2 separate regions of the Mus musculus genome follow, and region 1 is linked to region 2. Evidence: chromatin contacts called from public HiChIP or PLAC-seq data. All regions are on one chromosome and are shown on one strand. Each heading gives the region's core, a stretch centred on a gene start, on an enhancer-like site or on the middle of the called end of the contact. The rest is flanking DNA. Distances are from core to core; before and after follow the strand shown.

Region 1 (7,302 bases), core at 3,778-6,277, 410 kb before region 2:
AGAGCTGATAAACTTCAAACGGAAGAGAGTGGCAGCATTTCGAAAGAACCTAATCGAAATGTCTGAACTGGAAATAAAGCATGCCAGAGTAAGTTGATTCTCACAGGCCTGACAGACCACTTTCTCAAGATTTTGCTTTGGTTTTTGTTAGTAATCTAATGAACCTTGGTGTGTGGTAGTGCAGATTTTACAGTGCTGAAGGCTAATGCAGGAGAAGTTGGAAGACTATCATGTATCCGAAGGAGGGCATTTCAGATTGGGTTTTTTTTTTTGTTTTTTTTTTTTAAGATGTATTTATTTATTATATGTAAGTACACTGTAGCTGTCTTTAGACACTCCAGAAGAGGGAGTCAGATCTTGTTACGGATGGTTGTGAGCCACCATGTGGTTGCTGGGATTTGAACTCTGGACCTTCGGAAGAGCAGTCGGGTGCTCTTACCCACTGAGCCATCTCACCAGCCCCCTTGGTTTGTTTTTGAGACATCTTATAACTATAAGCTCTGGTTGTCTTAAAACTTGCTTTGTGGCTTTAGCAGCTGATGTGGAACTCACAGAGACCTACTTCTGCCTGTTCAGTGTTAGGACTAAGTAAAAAATTTTATTCATTGCCTGTGGTGCATGCTTAGTGGTGACTCAGCAAAGAAATGGTACATGTTTGGTTCTTAGTTGAACGGTGGGTTAAGAATTTGATGCATGTATCAAAAGATGGCCTAGTCGGCTATCAGTGGAAAGAGAGGCCCCTTGGTCTTGCAAGCTTTATATGCCCCAGTACAGGGGAACGCCAGGGCCAAGAAGTGGGAGTGGGTGGGTAGGGGGTTTGGGTGGAGGGTATGGAGGACTTTTGGGATAGCATTGGAAATGTAAATGAGGAAAATACCTAATTAAAAAAAAAAGAATTTGATGCCTGTGCTTAAGGGTTCTCAGTGTAGTACACAGGTTTGGTTGTCTAGTAACAGCAATCCATGGAAGGGTCTTTGGCAGTTTCTAGCCTATTCAGAATATTGTTAGTCTGCGGCAACCTGGACAGGCGGCCTTCATCAAGTCTGCCTCAGTTTTCAACATTACAGAACAAAGTGTTTAGGGCAATTTGGGATTGGGGTGCTGTAGAAGGAGAGGCCACCGGATTTTTAGCCTGGAGCCCTCTGACTAGCAGGATGTGGGTGGTGCTAGGGAGTTGTAACTTAGAGGTTCATGGAGGAGAGTGTCAGCTTGGTTTGGTCACTTTTCAGATTCAGAGTTCATGAGAAAGCTGTATCTGGGTTTATTTCATTAATTTCTTCCCCCTCCCCCTTTCTTTTAGAACAACGTCTCCCTGTTGCAGAGCTGCATCGACTTATTCAAGAACAACTGACCTGTCTACTCTGAAGGACACCAATGTGAAAGCCAGCATCACTTGCACTTAAATCATTACTGCAAAAGAAATAGCTTTGACTAGTTTAAAATCATGTGAATAAATATTTTGATTTCTAAAAATCTTAACACTTAACCATGTTGGTTTAAAAATATTTTCATTGCATGTTACTTGGACATAACTAATCCTTTTCTTATGCATTTAATACCTCAAAGTAGGTAGAATCTAACAGATTCTCCTATAGACTGTCAGGAATTACTAAGAAATGGTATGGAGATGTGTGCCTTCTGGAAATGAGAAGCAATAGCCTGGCCCATGTCTGTCTGAACATTTCCTGTGTCTGCTCCTACAGACATGTCAGGTGTGAATTACAGCAAACAGTGACTGCTTGTGGGCAGGTGGCAGACACTCTTCTTTATTTAGGTAGATTTTGCTCCCTCTTGTCAAGATCACTTCAGATGCTTGTACGGTAACAAGCAAGAAGATCTCATATGTCTTTTTACATCCTTTACAGCTCCATTTTTGTAACTGGGATATAAATACTTGAGAGAAAGGAGAATCTAGAGTTCTGACACTCCCTGATGGTGGGGCATGTGTGTTTGTGCTTTGGATGTTTTTATAAAGTATATAATAAAGATAATCCATGTTACCATATGGAGTGCTTTTGTAGAAAACTAGACCTCAAGAATGCTGGCAGCTCCACAGGTGGAAAGGGTTCATTAGCTGCCCTCTTGTAACCTTTACTAACATCTTAGGGATTGAGCCAGGGCTTTGTGCAAACCATTGACAGTGCTTAGCCCTCAGTACTCCTTTGAAACAGGATTTGGCTCTGAACCCAGGACTCCACTGACTCAGCTTTACAGCCTCTGGAGTTCTGCAGTTATGGTATACCAACATATCTGGCTCAGTCCCAGGTTTGAAGACTGAGTCTTGGCTCTGTTTGCTGTATATGAATACTTGGGGGGGGGTGGGTCCTATCTAAACTGGTTTGTTTGTATTGATTCCATAGCACAAATTGATGGAAGTCTGGATTTATTTAAGAAAAGATTTCACAACAAAGTCTGGTTTCTGACTGTTTTCTTACCTGTCACTCCTAGACTGCTCACAATGGCACACACAACTTTCCATTTCAGTGGTAGTGGGTACCTGGACTCTAGCCACATGATTATGTGATCATACCTTGGCCTTGTTCCTCTGTCAAGATTGGTTGTTGCATGTAAGGGTCTTAGATCTACCTCCTGTCTGGAATGCAGCCAGCTGAAGCTTATTAGTTGGTTGAACCCTTGCACAGTTGTAGGTAGACTTGTTTATGCAGTGTTCCTTGGTTGGTCCCAGCAGGCACAGACTGAATGGAAACCATAAGTATACCTATACTATCGAGGCTGCCATTGGGTGGGTTCTCACAGGATGTCAACATAATTCAGCTGGCTTCAGAGTAAGGCTTCCTGAGTGCTTGGGATCCCAGACATTAACTCAAACTCATCCCAAAGTGGTGTAGGAGCAGGGAAGAGGCTTTAAAGGTGGGCTACTTGGGGTCCAATCCCAAGTGGTATCCCTGGGAAAGTTGTGTCTTTGCATTTGCCCACAATGTCCAAGTTCTATATTTCCAACCGTGAACAAGACTACAGATTTGTAGGGGCTAGACCATTGAGCTGAAGTGTACAGCACCCTCATGAGGCAGCTTGTATCCCAGTTCCAGATCAGACTGATGTTGAGTAGCAAACTAAAAATTGTGAATCTTGTTCCACCCTGTGAGTCCTGTGTTAGTCTCCCCTGTCTCACTGTGTTGGAGACTGAGATAACTGGGTCTTCTGTAAGGTGGGATATCCATTGAAAGGTATTTTCAGCAGAGGAAAAAGAGCAGGCAGAGCCTAGTTCAAAACTGGGCGGTCTTGGCCTGCAAAGTGTTCAGGTCATTTAGCTAAGATGTCAATCATAACAGCAGGAAAAATGACCTAATCATCTCTAGTACCATTAGAGTAGTAGGAAGCCTAGTTCCTAGTCAAGAGCCTTCCTGGTTGAGGCCCTTGTGTTCTGTAACTCATCCAGCAGCTGGGAGGTAATAATACTCAAAGCCACGACTTGTGACCTGTCTGAGAAGCAGAGCTGAAAATGAGCCTCAGGGACATTCTCACCTCTACCTAGTGTACCTCAATACATGGCTCTGCCTGTCTGGGCTGCCCAATGTTTCCTGCAGATTTGGATAGCTGAGATACATCTTTGTATTGCATATTTGACTGGAACAGCACAACAGTCAAATATCCCCAGGCTTCTTTTCCCTTTGGGGGCCAGTTTCTGGTTTCCAACTGCTTTCTTGGAATAGAAGGTGCCTTGAGAAGGCTGAGGATCACACCCCAGGGTGTTGTTACACACTAGGCCAGTGACCTGCCAGTGAGCTCTGCCTCTGCCCTTTTCCCCATGGAGTACTCCCGGGATGTTTCCAAGGGCCTAGGAAATTATATTTTAATATTACTGAGTGGGCCTGGCCCTGTGTGTCACACACAGGTCAAAACAAACAACTTAGGGTGTTGGATTTCTTCCAGCTGTGGGTTGGGTATACTGAACCGGGGGGGGGGGGGGGGGGGGCCCTGGGCTTTCCCAGACGCGCTTTTGAACAGATTCTTCTGCCGACTTTCAAACCTTTAAAGTTTGTTGGGTACTGTTTGAATTTTTAGTTTTTGTGCAAAGGATAGTTCTGATTGTTTATCAGTTCTTGCCCATGAGCAGTAGTTTGTCTGATTAATGGGACAGGGCATCTCTTTGAGAGGTTTCCACCTGACATGTTTTGCTAACACTGGGCAGATGGCCACTTGTTAGGACTGTTGACTGCAGCTTGTCTCCTATCATTTGAATGGAATTAGAAATGGCCCGGGGCTTTGTGGGTCCTTGTCCTGGTTCCTTCATGTTGCAAAACCATAGGAGGGAATAATTGTACTCCTGATGGATAGCCCAAAGCAGCGAGTGCAAACTGCTGCCAGGTCAGTGTAGCCCTGGCTGTCCTGGAACTCTGTCGACCAGGCTGGCCTCGAACTCAAATCCACCAGCCTCTGCCTCCCGAGTGCTGGGATTAAAGGTGTGTGTCACCACTGCCCGGCTAGTTCGGTTCGTACTTACTATCTGCCTTGTCGCTGCTTCAGGGAGGGTCCTGCAAAGCAATTTAGAGCTTTACTGGAGACAGCTTTGTGTGTGTGTGTGTGTCCAGCTGAATCCAGCTGCAGTTACCACAGGGCCTCAGGGCTCCTTGGATTTGTTGATTGTATAAGGATTCTGACTGGGATATGAGAGACAGGGCAGAAAGTCTGGCAAGAATAGATGCCTGAAAAGTATCCTGTAGAGACAGGGAAGAAGCCAATGAGAGTGTGTGTACATAGGCCGTGTGCAGAGCGGGTGCAGCTGACTGTGGCCTGTTCCTTGAGTCCTGCGGAAGACTGCTAGCTTGCAGTGAATCCCAGAATAGGAGGAATGAGACTGCCTGTCACTTGTTAGGGACGAGAGCTGGGGGCACCTGCTACTTGGAAGGGCCCTTGTTGGGCTGAGCTAAAAGGGAAGTGAGGTCATAGATCATCACTAACAACTTGGCTGGAGTCTGATTTCAGCTTAGCCTAGGACTCCATTCAATCTGGCTGTGTTCTAGGGACATGAGTGCCAGCCATGAAGGGGTGGTGCTGAGTGACAACTCCCAAGTATAGAGCAGAGGAAACCACGTTTTAGGGTTACTTCCTCATGGAGCCCAGCTGCAGTTCAGTGAGGAGCCAACCACAGATGGGGAAGGCCTGTCCCCTGCTAAGTCCCAGCTTCAAGTCATCTTGAGGTCTCCATAGCAAAGTCCCTTGCTGTTAGAGGGAATGCTGGGGTTTGGGTAAAATACAAAACACTGTCAATCTTGACTTTTAGGTAATAGCCAGATTTTTCTTTAGCATTTCTCATGTAGTATTTGATATACTGTTTCTTTGATCTGAGATTGAATTTTTGCTGGGAATCATGTATGTTTTATTTGGTGAGTCTGTCACTTCTATGCTGAGGACTTGAAAGGTAGCTAGTGCAATTGAGGAATGGAAGTTTTGTTTTTTGGTTTTTCAAGACAGGGTTTCTCTGTATAGTCCTGGTTGTCCTGGAACTTTGTAGAACAGGCTGGCCTCGAAATCCGCCTACCTTTGCCTCCCGAGTGCTGGGATTAAAGGTGTGCACCGCCACCACCAGTTGAGGAACAGAAGTTTAAAGTTCATTTTTTTTTTAAAGATTTATTTATTGATTATATGCAAGTACACTGTAGCTGTCCTCAGACACTCCAGAAGAGGGAGTCAGATCTTGTTACGGATGGTTGTGAGCCACCATGTGGTTGCTGGGATTTGAACTCCTGACCTTCGGAAGAGCAGTCGGGTGCTCTTACCCACTGAGCCATCTCACCAGCCCCAAGTTCATTTTTTAAAACTTAGTTTACATCTTAATTTGGGGGCACATGTGCACTGTGTGTGGGCATGTGCACATGCATAACCATGCATACATGTGTTCACTAGGGATTAGAAAGCCAGGACCTTATGCTTGTTGATTATATGCCCAACCATTGAGCTATGTTCCCAGTGCCAGATCCAGGCACACTGAAATCCTAGGCTGTTTATATTTTCCTAACTAAAGCCCCTAGCATTGAGTGACATAGCCAGACCATTCCACTCAGCCCTATCTGACCTCTGTCCAGATGGGCTTGACGTAATGCAACGGTCCTGGTTTCAGGCACCTGCTGCTCAGTGGCTTATACTCAGCAAATGGAACTGGAAGTCCTCAACACTCCCTGCTGTCAGCCCCACCCACATTTCATATTCACCACAGTCTCAGGTTCCTAAGGCCCCTCATGCATCAGGGCCTCCAATCCTTCCCAACCTTAAAGACCTATATCTCAGTGGGAGTGGAGACAGCTTGGGTATTGGCATTTTATTGTTTATAATTTGGTGGGTTTTGAGCCAGAGTTTTGCTTTGTAGCCCAAGCAGGCTTCTACCTTCTCCCCCAGTGCTGGGATTACAGATGGGCACCAGTGTGTCTGCAGGGTTGATAGTATAAGAGATACGCATGTTCTTGTGAGCTAAAGTCAAGGCTGAGACTACTTGGTTCATTCAGTGTGTCACTTCCAACGAGTTGGGATAGGTCAGCTTCATCTTGCAGCTGAGGAAGATGAGGTGGAGAGACTAGGCCCCAGGACCCAAGATCCCAGCTACATCTAGGACTCTCCCTTGGGGTCAGTCAGTGAGGGACAGGACCTGAACAGACAGGTATGGACCCCTAGGCTTTGATGGGACTCCCAATCATCTCCCCTCTTTCCCAGGAATATAATAACCTTCTCCTTGGCTTTCTCCTTAGCTGGGCCTCTTCCCAGCAGGTTGAGTTAATGAAAGGCTCCCGGCCTGCAGTTTCACTTCTGTAATTTACTCGCAGTGCTGGTCTCTAATTTCATTGCTTCCTCAGCTGTCTCTTCCCACTGAGAAGCTGGTCTCTGGCTTGATTGGTCAGCTTTCCTGCTGCCAGCTGCCCAAGGGGAGAGGCTGGTTCGCAGAGCCCGTAAGAGCAGTGTGGTAAGAGCAGGAGACCGCAGTGTTCTGAGTACCCACTCACACATGTGAGGTGAGAACACTTTACCACTGAGCCAGGTCCTCAGCTCCTCTGAGTACGTTTTTAAATACTTCTTGAGGAAGTACGCAGGGTTGGAAAGGGGTTGGAGGGAGCAGGAGGTGAGCTATCCAGAGCTGTGTGTGGGCATTCTGGCTCTGGAGTCTGCCCTTTCTTTTCTTGCTGCCTTCCCATTGTGGTTTAGCATTTATTTATTTTCTACACGGTATTTCCCGTGCCTTTGTAGTGGCTCCCGAAGAATAGGATTCTGTGAAGTGTTCAGTGTTCATATCATCTGGACTTCCTGTCACTGGTTCTTTCCCTGACATCAGTGAGCCATGTGCAATTTGTC
Region 2 (6,770 bases), core at 987-3,486:
GTCATTGAGGCTAGGAGCACAGAATGGCCTTCTACGGGAGATTAGACGGTGGCTCTATAGGCCAAAGCCTTCTCCTTGGCTCCCCATGGTGGATCCCGAAGAAAAGAGAGTCCATGTTTTTAAGATATTTATTGTCATAAATAAAAAGTGGATGAGTAAAACCATACTCTACTTCTCAGGGCGGGCCTGAGGTTAAACAACTTTTGTAGGGAGGAGTGTCTGGGAAGGAAAGTGAATTGGCTAAGCCCTCCAGTCCTCTAGGTACCTCATTAAAATGGAGATCTGTCTTGAACCTATGTGACCACAGGTCACGTCCTCTATAAGTAGAGGGGCTTGGGGCATTGCCCTTACATGACCTATGGCCATAAATCTATTAGGAGCTATGACAAGTGACAGGGGCCTGGTGCCCAGTAACCGGTGAAATACCTACCTTCCCTTCAGGGTCTCTGGGGTTTCAAGCCTTAGCTCAACCGGGGACCAGGCTACCTTTCACGGTCCCACACACTAGGACCCCCTTCTAAAGGCTTCACCCTCTTTCCACAATTCTATATGATAATGACCAAGCCTTCAACACACGAACCCTGGAGATCTACACTATAGCAGTTCCTTGTGAGGTATTGGTGGGCAGGGGCTGCCTTCTGTATGTGGCTTGAACATGGAAAGCACTTGGTATAGACTCAGGTTTGGGTTTCTAGGGTTTTGAGGCAGTGTCCTCTGTGTTGCAGGCAGGGCTCCTGAACAGTTAGCCTTTAAGAATCACTGGTATTTTTGAATAGGTGGAGAGGCAAGCCATGACAGATTGTGGACAGGCTGGAAGGGGGTTTCCTTCTGGACTGCCCCACTGATCATCAGTGTCTCGGCTTCATCAGGCCTCTTCTTGCCTTTCACCTTTTGGGGCTAGATGGTTTCTGCTTGGCACTGTGGCATAGCTGATGGCTCAGAGAACAAAATGATTTTCATCTTCATAGGCACAGAACCCTTAGCCAAATGAGCATCTGCATTCCACAGTGGTCTTTTCACAAAAGGGAAAACGGAGGCTTTGAAAGTCAAATATCTGTCTGGCTAGCCAGTCTGTGGCACAAATAGGTCTATGCTTGGCTCTCTTGCTCTTTGTTGTCTGAGCTTTTCCTCTTGAGCAGTTAATGGTTCAGACAGTGGCCACTGTGGGCCTGTTTGGGTCAGCTTGGGCAGTTGGAACAGGACTCCTTAGTTTATTGCTCAGAGCTCTGGAGACTGGAAGTCCAAGATCAAGGTGCTGGCAGAATTGGTACCTGTTGCAGATTCTTCCTCACTGTGTGCCATGTGGTGGTGGTTGGGGGACAGGGGTAGGTCTCCGTTACCTCTTCGTCTTCTCATTAGCACTAAGTCCTAACGGAGCTCCGTTTTCATGACCCTAATCACCTTCCATAGGTTTCCACTCACCAATGCCTTAGCAGATCGGGGATTGGCACATGAGCTTGGGGGGATACAAAGAAGGGTTCTTACTCCTTCATTGTCTCTTTTATCTTTGCACTTCTTTGTCTGAATCTCAGTCTGGCCTCCTCATGCAGGAGAAGCTGTTCACAGAACGGGAAGTGGCTGCCCTGCAGAACCAGCTGGAGGAGGGCCGAGAGGCAGTCACCCACCTGCAGGCACAGAAAGCTGAGCTGCAGGCCCAGGTATGATCCATCTTCGGCGTATCTTATTGAACCGACACATGAAGGCAGAGGTGTCCAGTTCTGTGGTGTACAGACTCAGCACACCCGTGTGCCCTGCACCACAGCATTCTGAGCAGGGGAACAAACACCTTGCTTTGCCCTGGGCTGAGATTTCCCGGAATGTGTGTTTTAGCATTCTGCTAAGAAGAGTTCTGGGACATAGGATGACAGGGATGGAGACAGGGACACGTGGACACCCAGCCTCATGGTGGCTCTTCTCTTGTCTCCATTGAGTCACATCTCTTCTACCAAGGAAAATAACACATCTCATCATGGATCACTTTGCCTTTGTCAAGCCTGTTAACATTTAGAAAACACACACACACACACACACACACACACACACACCAGGGTTTTAACCACATATTCACTCAAATCTGGGCATCCCTGTTTTTCCTCTCCCTGTGGTCTCTCCTTTGGAATTGATGATGGTCTGGGAAGAGTGCCCGCAGGGAGGCAGGAGGCTGGCTTGTACCAGTGTTCGCCTCTCATGAGATGTCTGCTAGTGTGAGGCTCACAGTTCTGTTTCCTTTTAAGTTGTGGGTTTCATGGTTCACAGCCCTGACTGCTTCACACGCTCTCATTTCCATGCAGATGGGCACAGAGACGTTGAATGTCGGGCTTAAATGCTGCCCTTCCTACAGCTGGGTAACCACACATCCCAAACCAATCAATTGGCATTTAGTAGACAGGTACCCTCAAGGAACAAACGAGAAAAAGATCTAAAATTCTGACTGTAAAACCCGGGGCATCTGGGTTGTCATGACACTCAGGGCCTACTGTTCAGAGTCCAGGGCATCAGGAAAAACTTAACTGGATTCTCATTTAATCACCATTTCTGACATCCTGTTTTCCATCCCCACTGGGCCCCTCATAAAGCTCTCACTGTGCAGCAGTCCCAGAAGACAATGCTACAACAAGGGGGCAACAAGGAACAGTGGTTGCCCCCTGAGTGAAAGATCACAGGAGAGAAATTGAGTCAGGCCTTAAAAATGCCTTCTTCCCAGGACATAACCATGCCTCAGGGACTAGATACTTCTCAGTGACCGTGGTTTCTTTTGAGGGAGGGAGGGGAGTGGAGAAGGGAGAGATGGAGAAATGTTTATGTAGAGAATGTGGTGTGTGTGTGTGATATGTATATAGTGTGTGTGGTGTATGTCGTATATGTGTATATAAGGTCTGTGGGTAGTGTGTGAGTATATGAGGTGATTTGAGTGTATTTGCTGTGTATGTATGTAGAGTATATTGTAAAGTGTGTATGATATGTATATTGCATGCATGTGTAATGTGAAGGGTGCGTGGGCTCTGCATGTGTGCATGTATGTGTATATACATGTGTATATGTGGGGTGTGTAATGTCAGGTATATGTGTGGCGTGTGATGTTCATATGAAGTATGACTTATTCATCTATCTGTGTAGGGCATATGTGCATGCACGTGGGATGTGTGTATGGTGTAAGTGTTTTACATGTGACTGAGGAAGTGGGTGTAGGCCCAGTCCCGGTTCTGGAGACTGTGGTTTTCAAATTGTTCCTTGAAATTCACCAGGTGTAAAATGAATTCAGTAGAATTGACTGGTACAAAAAAGGAAGAAAGCAGGCTGGAGAGATGGCTCAGGGGTTAAGAGCACTGGCTGCTTTTCCAGAGGTCCTGAGTTCAATTCCCAGCAACCACATGGTGGCTCACAACCATCGGTAGTGGGATCTGATGCCCTCTTCTGGTGTGTCTGAAGATAGTGACAGTGTGTTCATATACGTACAGTAAATACATAAGTCTTTATAAAAAATTAGAAGAAAGCAACACAATGGCGCTGGGAATAAGAAGTAACAGAATGCATGGCAGTGAGAAGTATACAAAGTTTATCCTGGAAAACTTTTGTCTTAAATGTATCTGTATATTTTTGACTACACATGTATTTGCTCAAATGCACACATATGATGTGGCCTATGGTGTGAACTATGTCACTTCCTGTGGTCTGGGTGACAAAGTTGAAAAACACAGCCCTAGATACTAAAAAGATCAAGGCCCTAGCCTCACATGGAAAATTTTAGTTCTGCGGGGGGGGGGGAGGGGGGAGACTGTTTGTCTTTCTTTGTGTGCACACATATTTTTGATGGCTATAAAACCATGATATGTATAGGAAGTGTGTGATCTATTGATGTAGGGTACATGTGCCTGCATGTGGGATGTGTGTATTGTGCATGTGTGCATGGGACTGAGGAAGCAGGTGCAGGCCTGTTATGGTCCTGGAAACCCATGTTTTTCAAACTCTTAGTTATAGTTCATTGGGTGGGAAACAACAGGCTTGGCCTGGTTTCTGAGTACATGAGGTATAACTGTTGGGTCAGGTCCTGTTCTCAGCCTCTGACACTACTGAGACTTAGCAGTTTATCTCTGTGTCTAAGGTAGGGTCTCACTTTCTCCTCTAGGTTCCCTTCCCTGTCCCTAGATTTTATTAGTCTGGTGAAGTTTGTGGATCCTTTCTCATAAAATGTTGTTGAAGGCAAAAAAAATTATTCAAAGCAAGCCAATTCTATAAAGATAGTTATCCATATGTTATCCAGTGTCCTTGACTCGAGGGGTCATGTCTGGATGAATCTGCAGCAAGCTGAAGTAACCTGAGGTGCACATGGCTTTTATATGGCCCACTTATCTATTACACACCCCAACCTTACAGCACAGCACCCTGTCGAGTGTAGGGTGTGTCCTGGCTGATACAGTCATGGCTTGCTGCCACACCACTGCTATGCACGAAGGCAAAATGCAAACAGGAAGCATGGCCTCTACAGAAAGCACAGTGCTTCCACACTGTGGTCAAGTGGACCAGTGCACGTCCATGATGCTCTGCAGGGCATGTACAGTCGCTTGTCAGTATCCAAGGGGGATTAGTCTTCACAACCCCACAGGTACTGAAAATCACACTTGCTCAAGACTCCAAAGTGCTTAGTGCTTGTATGTGAACTATGAAGTTCTCCCATAGCCTTGAACTCAACCCCAACAACTTATAACATCCAGGATAGTGTGAGTGGGTATAAGTAGTTTTATTTTTTATTATTTAGGAAATGATGACAAACATGGTTATACACACACACACACACACACACACACACACACACACACACATATATATATATTTTTCAGCAGAGGCATAATTGGTTGATTGGGACTCTTAGGATCCAGAGAGGTGACTGTTCAGTAACAAAATACTGAACATAACAAAATTGGTCTAACAAAATAACAAAAATTGGTCTAATGAACCTCAGGTGTGCCACCTTCACGGGTTGTCACAGCCCATGTATGTGACGTGGCTCCTGCGTATTTTCTCATTTTCACACTGTTCTGTAAGTCAGGGAGTGGGGCAAGCAGGTTGGTCTCTCTGTTCTGGGTCTCCCAGGGTGGCATAAAGTGTGTGTGTGTGTGTGTGTGTAGTCCACCTGGGCCCCTGCTGGAGGATCTTATGGGAGAACTTGCTCACAGTGTCGGGTGTGTGGTTGGTACAAGTCAATTCCGACAGGCTATAGTGGGGAGGACCCTGTTTAGTCAAAGAGGTTGTGCATTCCTTGGCCCAAGGCTATTCCACGCCAGCGCTGTGTGTAAAGTCCTGGGTCTAACCCTCTGCCTCCAACTTCTCCTCTTAGCTGCTGCTGCTGCTTCTGCTTCTGCTTCTTCTTCTTCTTCTTCTTCTTCTTCTTCTTCTTCTTCTTCTTCTTCTTCTTCTTCTTCTTCCTCCTCCTCCTCCTCCTCTTCCTCCTCCTCCTCCTCCCCCTCCCCCTCCCCCTCCCCCTCCTCCTTCTCCTCCTCCTTGGCTTATGTGATTAGGATTAATTTAATTAATTTAAATAACTTACTTTGTGGTGCTGGTTAAGGTTTTCGATGCTTCCAGAATGTCTCCCGGTTAGGACCTTCAGGGTAAGTTCCCTGGCCCAGCAGCATCAGCAGCATCTGGGAACTTGTCAGAAGTGCAGATTCACGGGTACATCCAGACCAGCTGTGGCCTGGCAACTCCTGTCGTAACAAGTCCTCCAGGCGGCTCCACAGGCATTAGATCCATGCCTCTAAGAACAGAGCCCGAGATTGGAGCTGGGGGCCTCTCCTTCAAGTCAGCCAAACACAGGTGCCCAAGTCCCCTGGGGATTAATTTCTTCCAGGCGGACAAGGAATGACAGACAATTCAGTGTCTTGACAGGACCTGAAAACGGTTTTATTGATTGGCAAACAGGATGAGCCCTGACCTCTTTTTCATCAAGGTTCTTTACCGCCATCTAGTGGTGAGATTCAGCATCAGCGCTTGATCAGGGCACCATCCCTGAAGCAAAACAAAACACAGGACATTTACACCCCCCCCCCCTCTCTCTCTCTCTCTCTCTCTCTCTCTCTCTCTCTCTCTCTCTCTCTCTCTCTCGTGTGTGTTCACTCGTGCATATATGTGCATGCATGTGTGGAGTTCAGAAGACAACTCTCACAAGTCTATTCTTTTCCTTTTATTGTTTGGGCCCTGGGGCTCAGACTCAGGTTGTTAGGCTTGGTAACAAGAAACTTTACCCACAAAGCCAACATGCTGGATATATCATCATCATCGTCATCGTCATCATCATCATCGTCTTTACCTAAATTAACCCATTTATTGTCAGAGGTTTCAAATAGTGATGCTCCCATTGGTCTTTAGATCCTTCCGTCCTCTGATGGCTCACTTGACTGTGACAGAATTGTGGTGGGTCCAGGCCCTGACAGCCACTGTTCTTACACAGGGCCACATGCCTATGGCCCACATCTTTGCCTTAGTCTTGCCACAGGAGGGACAAGGATACTTAGTATGCTGCCTGATTTCAATTTTCTTCACCATTTTCTAGGTAGCGCTTCTCAACCTGTGGTTTACAACCCCCTTTGGCAGCTATTTTATCTCCAAAAATGTTTATATTATGATTTATAACAGTAGCAAAATGACAGTTGTCAAGCAGCAACAGAAATAATGTTATGGCTAGGGGGTCACCACAGTAGGAGGAACTGTATTGAAGGGCACAGCATTAGGAAGGCTGAGAAGCCCGGGAGGCAGGCACCATATTGGGTCCCACA

Evidence for each region. HiChIP or PLAC-seq counts read pairs in DNA pulled down with a chosen protein or histone mark.
Region 1: an H3K4me3 HiChIP or PLAC-seq map of the 230-238 cell line shows a contact between it and region 2, with 10 read pairs. The contact joins two enhancer-like sites. A contact is called at or near these places in 6 of 39 promoter capture datasets (the 3T3-L1 cell line, 3T3-L1-derived adipocytes, the C10 cell line and 3 more), 1 of 15 datasets of contacts at CTCF or cohesin (large pre-B cells), 4 of 484 Hi-C or Micro-C datasets (the 63-12 cell line, bone marrow-derived macrophages, cerebral cortex and 1 more), 13 of 115 datasets of contacts at active chromatin or transcription factors (the 230-238 cell line, acute myeloid leukemia, bone marrow-derived macrophages and 9 more) and 3 of 9 other capture datasets (adipose tissue, embryonic stem cells and liver).

The regions. Positions count from the first base shown.
Region 1 is chr2:144,245,231-144,252,532 of GRCm38.p6, reverse strand. It overlaps Snx5 (sorting nexin 5), which reads left to right. Exons shown (of 14, transcript NM_001199188.1): 13 at 3-88; 14 at 1,301-2,410. The coding sequence ends at 1,351. Among named protein-coding and RNA genes, the nearest start is that of Gm26165, 13 kb to the left of the region's middle. Within about 2 kb of position 5,027, at least 129 of the 459 cell types and tissues checked have an H3K27ac peak or open chromatin away from gene starts, as enhancers often do. A contact at or near this core is called in the 230-238 cell line, the 63-12 cell line, memory CD8 T cells and 1 more, where this site is marked.
Region 2 is chr2:143,836,562-143,843,331 of GRCm38.p6, reverse strand. Bfsp1 (beaded filament structural protein 1, in lens-CP94) reads left to right here. Exons shown (of 8, transcript NM_009751.2): 5 at 1,551-1,658. Among named protein-coding and RNA genes, the nearest start is that of Bfsp1, 23 kb to the left of the region's middle. Within about 2 kb of position 2,236, at least 31 of the 459 cell types and tissues checked have an H3K27ac peak or open chromatin away from gene starts, as enhancers often do. A contact at or near this core is called in the 230-238 cell line, the 63-12 cell line, memory CD8 T cells and 1 more, where this site is marked.